4 separate regions of the Sus scrofa genome follow, and regions 2, 3 and 4 are each linked to region 1. The links are chromatin contacts, called in public Hi-C and HiChIP or PLAC-seq maps. All regions are on one chromosome and are shown on one strand. Each heading gives the region's core, a stretch centred on a gene start, on an enhancer-like site or on the middle of the called end of the contact. The rest is flanking DNA. Distances are from core to core; before and after follow the strand shown. Region 1 has its middle 110 kb from the start of NR3C1. Region 2 overlaps ARHGAP26 (rho GTPase-activating protein 26). Region 3 overlaps ARHGAP26 (rho GTPase-activating protein 26). Region 4 overlaps ARHGAP26 (rho GTPase-activating protein 26).

What was found. A called contact is a pair of places that touch in the nucleus more often than the background predicts. HiChIP or PLAC-seq counts read pairs in DNA pulled down with a chosen protein or histone mark.
Region 2: an H3K27ac HiChIP or PLAC-seq map of skeletal muscle shows a contact between it and region 1. The contact joins two enhancer-like sites. A contact is called at or near these places in 1 of 47 Hi-C or Micro-C datasets (skeletal muscle) and 1 of 2 datasets of contacts at active chromatin or transcription factors (skeletal muscle).
Region 3: an H3K27ac HiChIP or PLAC-seq map of skeletal muscle shows a contact between it and region 1. The contact joins two enhancer-like sites. A contact is called at or near these places in 3 of 47 Hi-C or Micro-C datasets (liver and skeletal muscle) and 1 of 2 datasets of contacts at active chromatin or transcription factors (skeletal muscle).
Region 4: a contact with region 1 is called in a Hi-C map of liver, with 1.9 times the contacts expected there. The contact joins two enhancer-like sites. A contact is called at or near these places in 2 of 47 Hi-C or Micro-C datasets (both in liver) and 1 of 2 datasets of contacts at active chromatin or transcription factors (skeletal muscle).

Annotation. Positions count from the first base shown.
Region 1 is chr2:145,033,041-145,037,892 of Sscrofa11.1, forward strand. No RefSeq gene overlaps it. Among named protein-coding and RNA genes, the nearest start is that of NR3C1, 110 kb to the left of the region's middle. Within about 2 kb of position 2,306, at least 9 of the 83 cell types and tissues checked have an H3K27ac peak or open chromatin away from gene starts, as enhancers often do. A contact at or near this core is called in liver and skeletal muscle, where this site is marked.
Region 2 is chr2:144,593,936-144,598,787 of Sscrofa11.1, forward strand. It overlaps ARHGAP26 (rho GTPase-activating protein 26), which reads left to right. Exons shown (of 23, transcript XM_021085449.1): 14 at 1,248-1,322. Among named protein-coding and RNA genes, the nearest start is that of ARHGAP26, 300 kb to the left of the region's middle. Within about 2 kb of position 1,951, at least 12 of the 83 cell types and tissues checked have an H3K27ac peak or open chromatin away from gene starts, as enhancers often do. A contact at or near this core is called in skeletal muscle, where this site is marked.
Region 3 is chr2:144,729,914-144,734,765 of Sscrofa11.1, forward strand. All of the region lies in intron 20 of ARHGAP26 (rho GTPase-activating protein 26), which reads left to right. Among named protein-coding and RNA genes, the nearest start is that of NR3C1, 200 kb to the right of the region's middle. Within about 2 kb of position 2,543, at least 3 of the 83 cell types and tissues checked have an H3K27ac peak or open chromatin away from gene starts, as enhancers often do. A contact at or near this core is called in liver and skeletal muscle, where this site is marked.
Region 4 is chr2:144,764,714-144,769,565 of Sscrofa11.1, forward strand. All of the region lies in intron 22 of ARHGAP26 (rho GTPase-activating protein 26), which reads left to right. Among named protein-coding and RNA genes, the nearest start is that of NR3C1, 160 kb to the right of the region's middle. Within about 2 kb of position 2,113, at least 32 of the 83 cell types and tissues checked have an H3K27ac peak or open chromatin away from gene starts, as enhancers often do. A contact at or near this core is called in liver and skeletal muscle, where this site is marked.

The sequences.
Region 1 (4,852 bases), core at 1,056-3,555:
CATATCGCTGACTGTCACTTGGGACTAAGAAAATTTTAGAATGTAAGAGGAAGATGGAAGAAGCTTCTTGGAAGCAAATAAAATAGCCTATTAGGTCACGGTGATCATGCAAGGAGTCCCTGTGGGTTTTGCATTGAGCTTGGCTTTATAGAAAATACAGATTGAGGCAATTAGTCCTTTCCAATTTTAAGCAAGCAGTAGCAATGGGAAGTATGCCAGGAGGGATGATTAAGGATTAAACAGCATGGGAACTTCATCAGAAGCTCCTCAGTTTTGTTGCCAGCACCTGATCTTTCTACATCAGCACCTCCTTGATTATGGAAGGTGGGGGTGCTTCTCCTGGACCCCACCCCTTAGCCCACTTACCGCTCAAGGGAAAGTTATGGAAGAGAAGGATCCTGTCTCCACCAGCTTCTAAGAGGGAACACAGCCAAGAGAGGCAGGAAGAAGCATGCTCACTTCCAACCTTTTTGGCAAGCTCAGGGGGAGCAAAAGCCATTGCCAATTCTATTTTTTAATACAGATTCAAGCAGGGTTGTGTCTACACATGCAAAGGGAAGTGCACAGTGCTCTGTGTTAAACAGCATAACACCTTTTTTTTAATTAAAAAAAAAAAGAAGCCTAAGCCTTTGCCCGACCATCCAGGTATTCGTTTTCCATATGGTTGGTCCACACGGCAGCGTGAGTCTGGAGAACCGCAGTGTCTCCTGCGGTCATAGGCAGGGGACCCAGTTGCATACCGCTCACCCCACCTATCACAGGTGGGCCAGGCACCAGCACCCGTAAAGGAACTCTCTTTCCTTCTGGAAATAAAGTTGAGCTCCTAGGTCTGGCGAACCTTGACATGCGAGGCACTTTGGTGCTCAGAGTTGGAGAGCCATCAAGGGAGAGGAAGATAACAAAGGGGAATCAGTGGGGGATAAATTAGGAGTTTGGGATTGACATATACACACTATTACATGTGAAATAGATAACCGACAAGGACCTACCTATAGCACAGGGCGCTATACTCAATATTTTTCAATAACCTATAGGGGAAAATACTCCGAAAAAGAATACATAATACAAACATGCATATATAACTGAATCACTGTGCTGTACACCTGAAACTAACACGGTATTGTAAATCAACTCTACTTCAATAAAACAAAAAAAGAAGAGGGAGGAGAGAGAGAGGAAAAGAATACTCGAGTCCCAATTCTCTCTCTAGCCTGGGAAGAGTTCCCACAGCCTGTTCCCCAATGATATTTAAAAAGTCAATTTGACATTTTCCATGAAAATTCAGACTCAACAGATCATACAGAGAGAAACACTGATTTATTTAGTTTGTACTACATTTTAACAGCCTTTTTATATTCTAGTTTTTTTTTTTTCTTCCCTTGGCTGCACTCATGGCCTATGGAAGTTCCCTGGCTGGGGATTGATCCTGCAAAGGCAAAGCCAGATGCTTAACCTGCTACACCACAGAGAGAACTCCTATTCACTGAAAATGTACCCTGGTCTGATGCCATCTCAAATAATGTCGCAATAGGCATCCTTATCCGTGGGCCTTTATATACTTGCTCAAGCTTCAGTCAAATTCTTAGAAGTGAAACTGATGGTCAAAGGGCGTTTGTCTCTTCTGAGTGTTCTGCCATGCTCAGCTGTGCCTGCTGAGTACACCGTGTGTGTTAAACAGGAGGCAGCACAGCACTGCCATCACTACAGCTTTGCCATCAGCCAGTGCCAGCTCTGCACCTCAGAGCCTGCGTGACCTTGTGTAAGTTATTGACCTTTCAAAACCAGAGTTTGCCATCTATTGACTAGAACAACACTAATCGCATATGAGGTCGCCATGGGCCAGGTACTGTTTTAAGTGCTCCGTTCATTTACTTCTCAAATAACCTTATGAGGTAGGTGCTATTCATATCTCCTTTTAGAGATGAGGAACTAGGCACAGGGAGGGCACTCAGTTTACCAGGATCACACAGCTAAGGAAGTAGTGGGGTCACTTTTCCCCCCAGGAAGCCTGGCTCCAGAGCCTATTTTTTAAATGTCCTTCTAGGGAAGGTGATGACAAAATATGATAATGAAAACAGAGGATGATATGATAATGATAATGATATATGATATTGAAAACAGAGGACAATATGCAAGTAGGTGGGGAGGTGAGAGAGAGAAGGAGAAAGAGAGAGAGAATTTAGCGTGGTATGTGGCCCTCGGTGACTTCATGCAGCCTGGCAAGAGCAGAGGTATAATGCAAAGCCTTTCTTCAAGGCACATCCCTTAAGAATGAACAAGCTGGCCTGATGGATTTCCTTAAGATTTCATTTTTATGAAGAGGAAGCCTGGGAACAGAGAAGCATGTGACTCTGGAGATCTGTTAAATCTTTTAGCCCAGAAACCAACAGAATCACAGGAATTCATACATTTCTTAGACTGGGAATTAATGGCACTGATGAAGGAAGTTGTAATGACCATGAAAGATGAACCTTCCAGCTGAGGAAGCCAAAACGGGGGGTGGGGTGGGGTGGGGTGGAGCTAGCTATGGAACACGACCTTGGCTGGGAACAGCGGACTGTCAGGCTGGACCATCTGGGGAAATTCTTTCCGATCAAGTAAAGTGTGATATTCCAGAAGGGACGGGCGGGGCTCCTGAAGAGAGAGGCAGGTTGTTTCAGGTTAAGTGCTTGACAGGCATCATCTCATTTAACCCTCACAACAGTTGTATCTGAGGTAAAAAGTTTTCCCTGTTTGACCAGTGAGGAAACTGAGGTGCAAAGAGGTGATGTGACTTGCCCAGGAATCTGCTCGTACACTTCACAGTCAGCCTGAAGAGAAGGTACACACTCCTTAGTCGCATAGAGAGCCTGGTCAGGATGACACTGATGGGGGTTTGTCAGGCGGGTAAGGGAGTAGCAGACCTCATAGCTTAAGCCTCCGTGTTGTCATCTGTGAAAATGGGTATAGGTATGGTATCTAACGCACAGGCAATTCACATAGAACACTGAGCACAGTGGCTGGTCCATGGCTGAGCACTGGAGAGATACATTAAGAACCAGACTGTGCTGACTCTTCTTCTTTTTAGAAAACTGGTATCAAAAATCACAACGGTTAAGATTAGGCCCCTTATATATAGACTGCAACTCCTTTTATTGGAATGAGTCTCCAAGTGCCTTTTGCCCAGGAAGTGGAATAAACATAGCATAGAGACCATATGTCATTAGTTCTAATGAAGCCAAGACCTTTGTTATGAACTGAGTATTTTTATCAGCAACTTGCCTGACTCCATGTCACTTCAGAACTGCCCCCTGTGGGACTGAACTGTCCCATCTACAGAAGAAGGATCCAACTCTAATTTCTAAATTATTTCTAAACTGAGAAATCTAAGGAAAATTCTAAAAATAGTCACCCTAGCAAACACAATAAACCCTTGCTTGGCTCTCACTGATAAAAGAGTTTGTCCTTGGAGTTTCCATTGTGGCTCAGCAGTAACAAACCCAACTAGTATCCACGAGGACGTGAGTTCAATCCCTGGCCTCGTTCAGTGGGTTAAAGATCCAGCATTGCTGTGAACTGTGGTGTAGGTCGTGGCTGCAGCTGTGGTGTAGGCTGGCAGATGCAGCTCTGATTTGACCCTTGGCCTGGAAACATCCATGTACCACAGGTGTGGCCCTAAAAAGCCAAAAAAAAAAGTTTGTCCTGGGGTTAAAAGCCTGAGTTACAGAATTTTCTTTTTAAATAGTGTTTCATCATAAATGATGATAGCAGTTACTGCTTATGAGCTCTAGGGCTCAGCCTGGGCCATGCACCTACCACACACCAACTTTAGTCCTCTCAGCAGTCCTGTGGAGTAAATCATGGTGTTTGCTCACTCTTAATAAAGAAGCTGAGGATCTCAGAGAAAAGTGACTTGCTAGATGTAACAGCTTCTCTGTTATCCCATTTTCCCCAAACTTTGCTATAACATATCTATGTATTGTGAAGTCCCTGTAAATAGCTGGAAGGAAACAGCCAAAAGAGTCCTGTAACGGATTATTTAAAAATTATTCTATGTAGAGCTACAGTTTTTATGGTACAGCATGATGACATGGGGTAAGTGGTTTCCTGGCTTAGTCCAAACCCCAGGCCTTCTCAGTGACGTGCCATAACGAGCCTTAACAACATGGGTTGTACTTGTTTTGAAATCTCTGCCCCCTACCCAGCAAGGTTCCCTCACTGTGGGGCGGGCAGGGCCATTCTTCCCTTCCACAAGCCTGGAAAGACCCCTGCAGAAGGGCTTTCTCGTCCTCGTCCTGGTGTTTGTGCCTGCAAAACTGTTCTGCCTCCTGCTTGTGGGCGGTGGGAGATGGTGAAGAAACCGGCTGCCTTTCAAGCTGTCAAAAGAGAAAGCTCTTGTGGAAAGATGAGCCTGGAACTAAGAACATTCCATGCTGATTCCCAAGTCCAGGTCAGCAAGTTTCAGAGAAGTGGGCTTGGATGAGCCTCCCAGCATGAGTCTCAGATGCAGACAGGCTTGTGGCCCATGGGAAACAGATGGGGGTGAAGCCTGGGCTCCCCACAGAAGTCTCCCTGGGGAACTCGCCTGCAGCCAGAGAGGACCAGGCTGCGGAGGGGGGTGCCAGGCTCACCATGGCCAAGGGCCAGCTCTGGAGGGTCACACCAGTTACCTTAAATGGCTTCCATGATGTACAATTATGCACACTATTTTCCGTTTCCTCCCTTACATTTCCGTGAGCACCTCCCCCGCTTCCTGCCTTAGAGGCCATGGGCCTGTGTCTCCTGAGGAAATGTCTTCCCTCAACTCCTCCCATTTCAGGTCTCACCTCCTTAGAATTCTTCCCGGACCCTTCTTCTCTGTAAGGTCTTTTCT
Region 2 (4,852 bases), core at 701-3,200, 440 kb before region 1:
GTAGGGCCTTAGAGGCCATGGGAAGTTTTCATCATGATCCAAAGGCAATGGGAAGCCCTTGGAAGCTTTTAAGAAAGGAGCTGGGGGAGTGGTTAATGAATCCGACTAGGAACCATGAGATTGCGGGTTCGGTCCCTGCCCTTGCTCAGTGGGTTAACGATCCAGTGTTGCCGTGAGCTGTGGTGTAGGTTGCAGACGCGGCTCGGATCCCTCATTGCTGTGGCTCTGGCGTAGGCCGGTGGCTACAGCTCCGATTGGACCCCTAGCCTGGGAACCTCCATATGCCGCGGGAGCGGCCCAAAGAAATAGCAAAAAGACAAAAAAAGAAAGGAGCTGGTTTGAGTGGATTTATACTCTGAGACATTCTTTTGGGGTCCTGGTTGGAGAGTGGACGTGAGAGGAATAAGAGGCAGCAGGAGACCGGTGAGTTGAGCGCCGGCAGAAAAGATGGGTCTGGGACCAACGGAGCAAAGACATTGTGCATCACTTGGGCTGAATGTACATGACCCGTGGTGACCTAATCCTCGGAGTTCAGTTAGTGCTGGTTCCTAGTCTGGCTGTGTAAAGGTAAACCCCTCTGCTCTAGGTGCACCTTTCCTAGGGTTCAGTGAAGCTGGCCCTCTTTTTTCTTGATAAAGACTATTTGTGCTACCCCCTAGCCTGGGAACCTCCAAATGCCGCCAGAGCGGCCCTGAAAAGGGGAAGAAAAAAATAACAATAATAAAAAGACTATTTGCGCCACAAATGAATGGATTTTTAAACTTCTCAGTCTTTCTTGGCTTATAATGTTGTCCCAAATTAAAAATGCCCTAACACCTCAATATTTGCATTCCGGATGTGACCATAGATCACCAAGTGTTTATTCTTTTCTGCAGTAGGAAATTCTTTGTCATTTCACTTCCGGCTTTTAAATTTAAAAAACCTGGTTAAAGACAACATGTTTTAAAGTCTGTGTTTCGCATCTTTCAAAACACTTCCAACGCTGCCTTGGCAAGAGAAGCGGGAGGCTCCCTTTGCCTCTGATGACTGAACTAACACGAGGGCTGAGGTGGGCAGCACATGCGTGAAATCCGAGACAGCTGTACCAAATCCCACTCCCTCGCTAAGAGCAGCGCTGAGTGACAGGGGACTTTAATTAGAGCCGCTTTTAGAAGGACCGAGAAAATGAAAAAAGTGCCTTTGGCCGGCTTGGCCTGCCTTGGGTTCTGACACGCCTCTAATTGAATCATCACTGTTTCTCTTCTCAGGGATCAACGAGCAGGGGCTCTACCGGATCGTGGGGGTCAATTCCAGAGTGCAGAAGCTGCTGAGTGTGCTGATGGGTGAGTGCGGCGGTGGCCCTGCCAGGCAGCTCCCAGGGCTTAAAGGGAGAGCCTCCTGGGAAGGGATCTGGGTGTCCCAGAGCTACGTCCGGAAATCAGCTGCCCACTCACCAGTGGTCGTGGCCATGGGCATTAGTAGCAAAGACACTGAGTAGGACTGGACAAAACAAAAAACGGCAGGTGCAAGGCACCACACCCTTCTGTCTGTAGACGCTGCGAGTGGCGCTCACGGGACCACCACACTCTCCTCTGTCCTGTCTCCCTCTGTCCTCTTGGAGATGGGCATCTCATGGGGTCCACCCATTGCCCAAGGGAGGTCAGCCTGTGGCCTGAAGAGGACTCAGACCTCATGTTCCCCGTGCCTGAGAAGGGACCGCCCCGACTCCCAGATTAAATGTGCAGCCGAGAAGTCCCCTGACCCTCTTTGCGTCCGATTTCCACCTCGTCTCTGTCACGTGAGCAGCAGAACCTCCTTTGGAGCTGGCTGGTGTAAATACAAAACCACTATCTCCAAATGTGCAGCTTTTGAATCAAAAACCCATGAGCCCATGAGCCACGCAGAGCCATGCAGATTTCCTGTATTTTTAGATATGAATGCAGGCCGCCTCGGGGAGTCACGTGGATCTAAATGGCAGACAGCTCGGATTTCACAGATCCGTGCCTCTTACTCATCCGCGTGGAAGCCCAGTCAGGCACTCTTAGGCTGTCACGCGGGGTCCCTGAGCTGTTCGGGGCAGGGACACGTCTCTTGGTCGTATTGGTCATTCCTTTTTACTGTCCCAGTTTCGCAAAATAATTTGTATACCTAAGGAGATCCCTCCTTCATGCTGATCAGAAAAACTGCTTCTTTTCGAGAGAGCTCCTTGCCTCTTGGAAGCAAAACCCTCATGTATGATAGTTGCACTGAGATCTTTTGTTTGAAATTCGGATTATTAGTGAGGTTCTCTTGCACTGAGAATCTGATTTTTGGTTCGGGTTTGGGGTAGAGTTAGTGTTGAAAAAAAAAAAACCAACTAAACTTTTTACTCTGAGGTGACTGTCGATTCCCATGCAGTTCTAAGAGATAATACAGAGCTCTCCGGAGTACCTCTTCCCACTTTGCTCCGGTGCTAACATGTTGCTAGATCACAGCAACAGTATCACAGCCAGGATGTTGATACGGTCAAGACGCAGAACCAGTCCATCACCACCTGCCTGAGCTCCCATCTCACCCCCGTCCTGAACCCCTGGCAACCACCCACTGGTTCTCCATTTCTGTGATTTTTGTCATTTCAAGGTTATTACATACATGGCGTCCTTTGGAATTAGCTTTTTTTCCCATCAGCATAATTCCCTTCAGAGATATTCAAGCTGTCCCGTATGTTAATAGCTCTTTTTCGTCGCTGAGTCGTAGGCCGTGGTATCTGTGGACCAGTTTGTCTATCCATTTATCCATTGAAGGACAGCTGGGTTTGTTTTAGCCTGGGGACAAATAAAGGTGCTAAAACCCTGTGTACAGGTTTTTGTATGAAGATTAATTTTTTTTTTTTCTGTGGGATAAATGCCCAAGAGTGCAGTAGCTGGGTTGTATGGTGATTTAGTTAATTTTTGCAAATTCTAACGTAAGAAAGAATGGCATCTAACAGGTGTCACTCCTCGTCTTTCGTTTCCAATCTGACCTGCATGTGTTTGTGAAAGGTCTGCTCTCTGAAGCCGATGGTCAGGTGCTAGAGATGACACTTGAGACAGAGTCATTCCTTGTTTGCAAAGTGTCCAGGTAGGGGGTCGTTATGGATGTAAGCTGTCATTTATGATACTGGCACCTAACGCAGACTGGATCTGGAAGACAGAGTGGCGGAGGAGAGAACAGAAGAATTCAGAGTCAGAACTACTATGAACCGAAAGTATTGATTCCACTATTATTATTCTTATTTTAATATCTGGAAGTCCTTAAGGCTGGGACAGGAGGGTTCAAGCTGCACAGCGGGGGTGGCCTCTTTGGTTGAGGAACTTGAAATTATTCTAAGGATTTGGTTTTTTTGTTTTCTTTTTTCCTCTGTAGGAAGTAAGATGCCATTAAATTTTTAAGTAGTGGCGTTGTGTGTGTTAGTACTCTTTTGCACAAATGTGTCAAGAAGGCAGTTCAGAATAGGCTGCTTGTTCCCATTCCCGCCACGTCCAAGATGGCAGAAGCATGGCGGGGTCTGGTGGCTCCACATTGGTTTGAACCTTTCCCTACCCTTTCTTCTGGCTTCTCGGCATCCATGAGCTCTGCCTGTCTGTGTGTGGGCTCTGTTGTCTGCAGGAAGGTCTTGGATGGTGCAGCCTCAGCAGTCCTTGGCCCTTGCATCACTGAGAGGAGAGTGTCTCTCTTGATGGTTTTGACAGAAGGTCCCGGGGTGGACCACTGGTCAATATGGGGCCATTCAGGTGTTTCATTTCCCAGTCTCAGACCGGTCACATGCCCTACAGCAGATGGATCCCAACGGCCTGGATCCTACGCTTGTCTCTGGTGATCCCACACCACCTCTGGGAGACGCTTCCGCCATAGAACCCTGGGGACTAAGCAGGGTTATGAATAGAACGATGGAAGAGTGCTTTTCTGAAATAATGGCTGCTGGGTGATTCTTTTTTTTTCTTTAAAAGTATGTCCAACTTTTTAGATGCTAGGCATAACTTGGTAGATGCTCGTTTGTGTGGAGCACGTGTCTGTTCATGGCAACACATGGGGGAAGAGATGGCTGCGATAGATGAGGCAGGGCATAGCCAATCAAGGGCTGAGCCGGATGGCTGCTCTGATATCAGGGGAAAAGCCCAGGCTCGAAGTGACAGGAGAGAGAAAATCAACAGGCTTTGTGACCAACTAGATCCAGGGGAGACGAGGGGGCAGAGAGATTTCAAAGACGGCAGATGATGATATGTAAGGTGACACCGATGACAAGAAGTATGACATTTTATATGAGTTGGCTAATTTAAAAAAGAGCCATCTTAGCTCAGCTGTGCTAATAAGCAAAGAGTAGTATGAAAAGATCTTGTTGTTAGCACTTTTCTTAGTGACCTTTGAACAAAATCGTTGTCCTGTCCTCTTCCTCAGTTTTCCCAGGGAATAATCATGAACATCTGAGAAATGTCGTGAGAAACTAATAACCAGCTGCTGAAAGTCACAAGGCCAGCCAGCTGTCTCTTCCAGGAGGACATTCAGATAGACTGGATTCCCAACAGAGGTTCCATCAGAGCTGGAGATGCCCGCAGTGCAAGATTAATGCAAAGGGTTATGAATGGTACCCAGGAGTCTCACCGGTCAATTAAGCTAAATTATGTGATTCTGGAAATTGAGGGATCCCCCATTAGGCCAGAGAAGCTCCAGACCTGAAGGCAGAGCCCTGTCTCCCTTCCCTTTTGTGAACGTTCCGTCATCTTCATCAATTCTGGGACTTGTCCTAGACTGGGTTAGCCACGAGTGTCAGCGAAATGCAGCTCCTGTGCTCCCAAACCTCTCCCTGACGTGGCCGGGCTGAGTGTGACCCGTTCATTCACGGATTCTTTGTTCT
Region 3 (4,852 bases), core at 1,293-3,792, 300 kb before region 1:
GTGTAGAGAGGAACTGGGCCAGCTCCTCGGACCAGCCCAGGACCACTTGTGACCTTTGCTGGGGTCTAGGGGCCGTGCTGGCCTCGTCTCTATGCTGCCCTCATTGATGCTCAGAACACACACTGAGCCAGGCTGGCGCCCGGTTCCCTGGCCTCACCAACCCTGTACGGGGGCGTGGCTCGCTGGGAGGGTGGCAGCGACCTCAGCTCCAAGCTGTTGGGTGGCACCCCAGAAGGCAACTGAAGGGGGCTTCTTCAGCTTTTCTTACTTGAGGCGGTTTCCTCCAAAGTGGCCTTTTTTATGTCCCATTTTCTAAATCTGGAGTTATTTCCAGTGTCTAGAAAATCCACACTGGATTTGTTAATGTGAGCAAAGTTCCGTGCTGAATTTTCTTTTTCTTTTCTTTTTTTCTTTCTTTCTTTTTTTTTGCTTTTGAGGGCCACACCTGTGGCATATTGAAGTTTCCAGGCTAGGGGTCACATCGGGGCTACAGCTGCTGGCGTACACCACAGCCACAGCAACGCAGGATCCGAGGTGCATCTGCAGCGTACACCACAGCTCATGGCAACGCTGGATCCCGGACCCACTAACAGAGGCCAGGGATCAAACCTGCATCCTCATGGATACTAGTTGGATTTGCGTCCGCGGAACCATGACAGGAACTCCCTTGCTGAACTTTCTTCATCCCTCTTTCCTGAGATGAAGCATAGGCATCCTTCCTATCTCTCCTTCCGAACAACCCCCCCCCAACTCCCACCCTCCCCACTCAGCCTGGGTTTTGTCCCCAGCTACCCTGGTGACACTGCTCTCACCGAGTCACCAGTGCACACACCCTTCTCAGCCCCCATTCTGCTTCATTCCCGGCAACACTCGGACATGGTCAGCAGCCCCCTCCATTTAAAGCCCTCTCTTGGCTTGTCTTTGGGGGGACCACACTCTCTGCCTCAGTCTCAGACCTCTGAGGGCTCCTTGGCTCTTGAGAGTTGTCATTTCTCAGGGTGTGGCTTTAAATCGTCTTCCTACTCTGAGGGGTCCCACCCTGGCTGTGGTTGCATCACCAGCATCATACCAGAGGTCTCCGTGTCCCAGATCTCCTGCCTCTTGTTGAGACCTGAGGTCCACCTGTCTGCTGAGCCCCAGCACCCAACCCTCCCTACCCCGCACCCAGCCCTGTTCCTCATCCGCACTTCCTGTTTCCATGCGTTTCTCCACTCGCCGTCTGGTGCCTGGAAACCTGGCCAGCTTCCTTTACCTCTTCATTGATCACCGATTTCTCATCAGTCTTCAGGACCTGTCACTTCTGCCTCTCTCAGCCCAGTCCCCTTGCCTCCCGCCCAGCCTCCCCACCCTCGCCCCAGCCCTGCCCTTCTGGTCTTCCTGACCCTTGGCCCGCCCCACCACCTCATTACCAATCCTGCAACCCTCGTGGCGATTCTAGAGTACACACTTGAACACAGTGCTCCCCTGCTTAAAACCCTTTTTCTTCTTTTTCTTTTTGGCCACCCCACGGCATATGGTGTTTCCAGGCTAGGGATCAGATTCAAGCCACAGCTGCGACTTATACTGAAGCTGCGGCAACACCAGATGCTTTAACCTAAGGTGCCGGGCTGGGGATCGAACCTGCGTCCTGGCACTGCAGAGACACTGCCAATGCCATTGTGCCACAGTGGGAACTCTCCCTGCTTAAAACTCTTGATGTTCCGGCCCCCGCCATTGTACCATAAACTCCAGAATCCGTACGGAGAGGTCCTGGGAGATACACCCCTGCCTGACTCTGTTTAAACCCTCTCCTCGGGCCCTCCTGAACTTGTCTCACTTCCGTAACCTGGGGCTCACCTGTGTCTTCTCACCTCCAGGGATCCCCGGGTCATCATTAGCTTTTCTTGCTTCTCCCTGCTCGCCCCTTCGCTCCCTCCTAGACCAGGTAGGGGAACCCCTGCATGTCAGGGAAGCACTTAACCCCAGGAGAGCACCATCCCAGCATCTCGGCATCCCCTGGTCACTTGTCTCGAGTTCTCTGTGATCCAGTGATGTCTTCCCCATTGTACCTGCTTAGCACCCAGGATGGTGCCTGGCACTTAATAATACACACTTGTTCTATGAATGAGTCAACACATCAAGTACACCGGAAAAGATGTCTAGGCAATCAATTTCACAAAAAAAAAAAAAAAAAAAAAAGAATTTGGGCCCCCACTTAGGAAATGACACTCATCTCTGAGGTTTTTTTTTGGGGGGGGGGCTGGTTTTTTGTTTTTGTTTTTTAATTTTTAAATCTCTGAACACCTCAAATATTTAGCCACGCTTCAGATTCAGGAAGTCGTCTTGAACCCTCCAGGGCCTTCTAGGTGCAGGTAGAATAAACTCTAAATGCTCCGGCCCAGCCCCCGTGACCTGGCCCTTGCTGATTGCCTTACCCTGACCCTTCTGACCTCGTGTCACACGGCTCTCCCTTGCCTGCCATGCTCCGGTGCTTACCCGTGTACAAACTGAGTTCATTCTCGCCGCAGCACCTGTTCCTGCTGCCTTAGAAGGATCTTCCCTGGTCCTCCCTTGCCCTGGCCTGCCCTGACCCTCTGACCCCTCCACCCATCCTTGTCTACCACAGCCCATTTTCTATCTTATTTTCTTCATAGCACTTTCCCTCTGAAGTCTTATCTTGCCTCATAACTCACTAATTTGTTGTCCGTCTCTCCTCAAGATGCTCTAAGCCCCATGAGAACAAGCATCATACTGTCTCGTATATAGCAGGATCCCCGGCACCCAGGAACAAAGCCTGACTCCGAAGCTGTTTCACACCTCTTGGTGAATCCACCTTAGTTTTAAAAAGAAAAGCTTGGGAGTTCCTATCGTGACTCAGTGGAAACGAATCTGACGAGTACTGTGAGGATGTAGGTTCAATCCCTGGCCTCGCTCAGTGGGTTAAGGAGCCAGCGTTGCCGTGAGGTGTGGTGTGGGTCGCCGACGTGGCTCAGATCCCACGTTACTGTGGCTGGGGTGTAGGTTGGCTGCTGCAGCTCCGATTCAATCCCTAGCCTGGGAATTTCCATGGGTGTGGCCCTAAAAAGCAAAAAGAAAGAAAGATAGAAAAGAGAAAGGAAAGAAGAAAAAAGAAAAGCTTGTTTAAGGACTAGGAATTCCTTTATCCTCAACTTGTCATTAGCACAGAAGTTGTGCAAGGTAATTTGTCACCTGCCTGAAGTCATTGGCCTAGGAAGTTCTCCACACGGCAACTGAGTTTTATGTACGCATCACGGAATCTGTCAGGCCAGAGTGTCCCGAAGTTTCCTAGAAAATAGAGACCAACCTTTTGCTGAATCTGGATGCTGGCCCGGCCGTGCCAGTGCTTAAGTAAATAGCCACTCTATCTTTAGCTGCTCCATTCTCAAATTCAGATCCTTTGTAAATAGCTATTTCCATAAATCATGTCAGGGGAACTATTTTTGCAGGGTAAGGCCCTTGCTTAATCACAGTCCACCTGATCCTTCAGAGCACGGGTCCCTTGGGAAGCTGATGCCGCCAGTTGCTGTGAGCGCAGACGGCCCTGCTCATCTAGCGTCAAGACTCCCTCAGAACCCAACCCATCAGCAGCAGGGTGGCTAGGTAGCTTTTAGAGTTCTTATGCATGCAGTCTGTCACACTGTTTCCATGCAGTCTGTCACACTGTTTCCTTCCCGAGAGTGGCCCCTTCGGGAAACTTGTGCTCTTCCTGGTGGCAACATAACCTCTCCAAACATGTCAGCACCACCCTTGTCCAAGAACTTCTGGAGATGAGGGCAGGAGGTGGGTTGGGGTAGGCCCAGCGTCTAAGACTCCCTGGGAGGTTGGTTTTCTGTGGTTTTCCAGAACACCACATCCGTCTGTCTGGGCGCTTCATCTGCTGGGTCTGTTGTGAGGACGGAGGAGAGCCAAGCCCTCCGTGACCTGCTGGTACCGAGCCCTGCGTCAGTGTTAACGCCTCCTGCTCTTCAGCTCAGCGACTGCTCTGGAAGGACACAAGGCCTGAGCTCTGGCACTAACACACCAGGACTTTGTCCCCACCCTGAGCAGTTGCAGAACACACCAGCAGTCTGTCTGTCCTCAGCTGGCGAGCAGCTTGCAGAACGAGTGGGCTCCAGGCAAGTCATTTCTTGAGTCTTCCCTGCCCACATATGCCGTGTGTTACCCAGAAAGCAGTGGCTGCACCCTCAGTGGAAATTCCCCCGGGCTTCCCTCACCCGCTCCTAGGAGCCCGGTGCAGGTCCCCGGGTACCAGCGCAAACCCTGAGGCTCCACCACAGTGGCCGAAGCAAGCCTCTCTCTGTGGTCCTTGTGAGCGGGCAGAGATTCTGAAGGGGCAGGTGGCAGAGGCACCTGGGAAGGGACTCCCTTTTCCTAGCTTCACGAGAATTGGGCTCCCCTGTTGTTGGTGTCTGTTCTGTCGCTTCCTCTCCCCATGGAAGCCACACCAGTTGACGTTCCCTTGGCCCCTGGGCAGAAACTCGGACCGTCCCACAAGGCGGTAAGGCACTGAGATTCTGCAAGTTCCACGGAGGGCAAAGGGTTAAGGGGAAACAGCGTGTGTGTGCACACGCCACTGGTCTGAATATTACATTGTCCATTTCAACAAATAAACCTTAGACCAGATCCGTCTGTCAAATACAGAGACAACATTGATCTTTCAGGAGGAATGTGCCAACTCCAAAATGCCAGCTGTCCCTTCTCCCCGTCCGGCGGTGGAGAAGGCTTCTTTTGAGCTATAGCTGAAATTCTCCTTATCGATATTTGAATGTCTCGCATTTCCTTTCTCGCTCCTTTAAAAGGATGCTTGAGGAACGTTCCCCGCTGAGTCCATGGAGGCTGGGGCAGGACATTT
Region 4 (4,852 bases), core at 863-3,362, 270 kb before region 1:
TATTATTACTATTATTGAACTACAGTTGATTTACAATGTTGTGGTCATTTCTGCTGTACAAAAAGTGATTCGGTTATACACACACCCATTCTCTTTCAGAGTCTTTTCCCACGTAGATGATCTCAGAACGCTGGGTGGAGGTCCCTGTTCGGTACAGCAGGTCCACGCTCCAGTCATCGGCTATATCTCATGCTTGGGCTGCATGCTCATATGGTTCCCAAAGCCAAGTTTCAGTGCCTTCCTGAAAGCTTGGCTCCATTCACCTTCTTCCGGGTCCTTTGCACATCAACGTGTAGAAGCAGCCAGCCCAGCCCCCTCTCCCATCAGCAGCTACAGCTCTCAGGTCCTGGCACCCCCACGGGTGAAGGGGGTCCCCTCAGGGCTCTCTAAAGCTGTGCCCTTGGTGAGTGCCCCCTGAATAGGCCCACACAGGGGAGGCACAACCCAGATATAACGTGGCATAGTTTTTGTGGCAGACAAGTCACAGTGGGCTGTGTGCGTGGGCTGCATGCCCTGAACTGGCAGGGCAGGTGCTTCTGCCAACAAATGAGCAAAATTTGAGAGATTCCGACATGTTCGGGGAATCTGAGTTTAAAGGTCTGTCCTTTAAACCAGAATTCACCACTCCCATGGACAAGGGACTGCGTGTTCCCATTAGCTGTTCGCTCTGATAGCGCAGACGACCCCTGATCCCAGGGGCAGGGGTGGCCTAAGCTCTCAAAAGCTCTGTGTATGGCTGTGTGTCTTGTTTGGACCTCCTCTACCTGCGTGCAGCCTTCTTCCATTGTTTTAAGCAGCTTTATTTATTTCATACCATACAGCTTACCCATTTCAAATATACAGTTTACTAGGTCTTAGTGCACCCATCAGCACCAGTTCCGCAATAGCTTCACCACCCCTGTTCCCTGCAGCAGTTTCACGGAAATGGAATTATACACACCGTGGTTTTGTGACTGACTTCTTTCACTTTGTATAGTATTTGCAACATCACCCATGTTGGAGGCATCAGCACCTCACTCCTTTTTTCTTGATGCGTAATATTCCATTGTATGGATGTACCACATTTGGTTATGCCATTGAGGGACCTTTCCATTATTTCCACTTGTGGCTGTTATTAGTAATGTCTCTGTAAACATCCACATACAAGTTTTTTTTTTGGGGGGGTGGCTGTTTTCCACTCCCTTGGTAGCACACCTCGGGATGGGCTTGCTAGGTCACGTGGTAACTCTGTTTCACTGTTTGAGGAACCGCGGGACTGATTTCCACAGCGGTTGTACCTTTGACATGCCCACCTTCTTCTGTTTTTACATCTCCTTTTTGAACTGGTTTAACTAACCAAAAAAAAAAAAAGACAGAAGATACTTGATTTTTCACTGCCAAGTCCTTTCCTTCCCAGCAGGTTCTGTGACTCCCCTGCCTCCCAGTTCAGTAACTGCCACAAAGCCTATAAGAACAGCGAGAGCTCAAGCGAGTCTCAGGCCTCCCCCTGCCTTCCTGTGGTCTCTAGGGGTCAGGGCAGGGTTCGTTGACACTAGTTTTCTTTTTCACTAGCAATGCCAGTGACCTTTCCAATTCCCTGAAGAGCCAAAGGCCAAATCCAGCCCCAAGAACAACACCGCTCAGTGTGGACTGAGCTGCTGTCGAAGAAGGGGTCTGACAGAGTGTCAGCCGGGGTTCAGACTGGTTGGTTGGTAATGTTTTAGGATGTCCGATATTTGGAAAATGCTACTAATAGCCTCCTTTCCCCCGGCCTTCACCTCTTCCGTAGAAAGGGGGCATTAGAGGAGAAAATAACTATTTCCTTGTTCAGGAGATCTTTTTTTGTTGTTGTTCTCTCTCTTGGTAACTTATTGCTGGAGATACCAAGTAAGAGCAGTTTGAGTTGGATGCTCTGTTGCTGTCAGGTTACATCATCAGACCAATCAGAAGAGAGTTTCCTAGTAACAGAAGAGTGAGCTAGTGAGAGAGAGAGGGTGTGTGTGTGTGTGTGTGTGTGTGTGTGTGTTAGAGAGAGAGAGATCTTTATCAGGATCAAGAAGAAGAGGAGGAGGAAGAGGGAGGGGCACCTGGAGGGGAAAGTCTGTGGTTCATGATGATTCATCTCCAAGCCTCTGGATTCCGGGGACCGCTGCGCATCTGGAGAGGCTGCTCCGTCGGCGTTTGGACTCTGTGCCATGGGGAATGGCTGTGCAATACTCAGAAATAACTCCGCTGTCAGCCCTTGACCGTCTACTAGGAAACTATCCATTTCTCCAAGAGCACCTCAGACAGTAACTGGAAAGAGCAAGAACTCGTGTTCTCAGGAGCATTAGTCATCGAGAAGCAGTGTGATTAGTGGTACCTGGAAAATTCACATGCATTCACTGCAGTCGGCTTCTGGGGATACTTTTAATCAGGATCTGACATGGGCGGGATCCTTCATTCCCAGGGTACAGGCTGGGCTGCCCCCGGTGTCCTTTGCTAATAAAGGACCTCTCAGGCCGTGGGGCGATGGGGGAGTTCCTCGGTGGAGCCTTTCAACCTCCCCCCAGGGCGTGGCCGCCAGCTGCCGGACTGGTCTCGTCACTTGCATTCCTGCCTCCCGTAACCCACGCTCTGCACAGCAGCCAGGCTGATCTTCGAAAAATGGAAGTCGCGTGTTATTCTCCTGCTTCTGGTGCTCGAGTAGCCTCCTGTTGCTCTTAGCATCATGGGCGCGGAGCTCTTGGTCCTGCGCCTGCCCTCTGGCCCCTCTCACCCTAGCTCGAGTCACGGCAGCCTCCGGGAGCTTCTTTATGTTCTCAGAGTCAGCAAACCCTGACCTGCCAGTGGAATCCAGCCCGCAGCCTGTTTTTGTAAACAAAGCCTCCCTGGAACCCAGCCACCCGTGTCTCTCTGCTCACATGTTCTCTGTGGCACAACAGTAGCAGAGTTGAGCAGTGACACAGCGATGATGAGGCTTTTTCAGAAAAACTTGCAGACCGCTCTTCGGAAACCACAAGCTTCTCCCCATCTCGGGCCTTTACCCTCGTGTAATCCCCTGCCTGGCCGGCTCCTTTGGATTATTTAGGTTTCAGGTTTCCGAGCTCCCCGCCCCCCCTCCGCCCCGCCCCCTGCCAGTCTCTTGCGCCCCGCTCAGGCTTACTCTCTGTCTAGATGGTTCCTCCCCAAGAGCAGACTCTCATCCGCTTGTTCTGTCCTGTGGGCAGGGACCTGGCACCGTGTGTTTGTTCAGTGAGCCCACATCTTCAGCTACACAGGGGTCTGTGTCTCTTGCAGCCAGGGCTGCTTCCGCTTGGAGCAGCGGGCCATCAGAGGTCTTAGTCCCACACTTGCTCCTGGTCCACAGCGCATGAAGGTGCCAGAGGAGCATGAGCCACATGTGTGCAGGGGCGTATGGTGTGGATGTGGATTGAGCTGAGAGAGCGTAGCTGGCGGGGCAGGCCTGTGTCAGCACCTGCTTATATTTATCACATGCCTGCTGGGCTGGCATAGACTCCTGCATGTGTTTGCATAGCACCGGGGACACTGGTGCCATTCAGAAGGTTGGACATGGGTGTGACTCAGCCCAGCAAGTACTTCTGAGCATCTTCGACGTACAGAGCATTGAGCCGGGCCCACGTGGTAGCGCCAAAGGCCACAGACCCTGGAGTCAGGTGTCCTGAGTTCAGATCCACCTCTGTCGTGCACTGTCATTTGGGGCAAGACACTTAACTTCTCCAAGCCTCTGTTTCTCGTCAGTAAAACGAGAATACAGGCAGAGCCCTCTTCGAGGTCTTTCTGAAGGCAAGAAGAAGAGATGCAGGTGAAGCCCTTAGCAAAGGGCCCACTGCTTAGTGTGGGCTCGCCCCGGCCCGTTGTGCTGATCCTCCAGGAGCCTGTTTTCTGGTTGGATAAAGGATCGTGCCGTGGAAAAGCGCTTGGTCCCTGGGCTCAAACAAGCCAGGTGCAAATTCTGGTTCTACTGTTGGGACCTTGCACAAATGAATTTGCCTCTCTCCACCTTGATTTTCTCATCTGTGAAATGGGGGTAGTAATATGACAAGCTACGATCTTTAAGACCAAGTGAGTGAATATATGTTTAAATCTCTTAGTTCATGGCTGTTTCCAAGTCTCCATTTGTAGTTGTTCACCTCTGGTTTTGTTGTGTTTTTTAAATGTGCGACCTGCAGCATATGAAAGGTCCCAGTGCAGGGATCGAACCAGAGCCCCTGCAGAGACAGTGCCGAGTAGTTAGCATGTGAGCCATGAGCCACAGAGGAAGTCCTGTCGTTGTTCAATTCCATCATTGTGATTCACGAGTCGGCCGTCCACGAAGAATGTCAAGGAATAGAATCCAAACTAAAATGCGCTAAAAGCTAGTGGGGGAACCAAAGCTTAACACATCTGAACTGCATTAACAGGGCCAGGAGCAATATGCAAAATGTACGGTAAACATCCCACGAGCCTGGCGAACAGGGGAGCAGGTAGATGGCGTGTGATGATATATTTATGCTATTTATGGAGGAGGTGGGGCTTCAACGAAGCCTTGAAGGACGAGGAAGGGAAATAGAAGACCACAGGACGCCTCTGGAGCTGCCTCTCTCCCCCATTAATTCTTATAATCAGGATTACAGGACATTTTGGCACAGCAAAGTGACAGCTTTCTGTGAATGAGTTAAAATGCAGATCCCTGGGCTCCACTCCTAGCAGTTCTGCTCTCTGATGGGCCATGGGGCCTAGGAATCAGCAGTTTTAATACACGGCCAGGTGGATCTGTTGTACCTGGTCTGGTAGCACACCTGCCTGCAGCCTGGCTTGCTGGCTCCACGGAGTCAGCAGTCTGACCCAAAGGCTGCATTGTCCCCTGCCATCCCCTGTGACACGTCTCTTG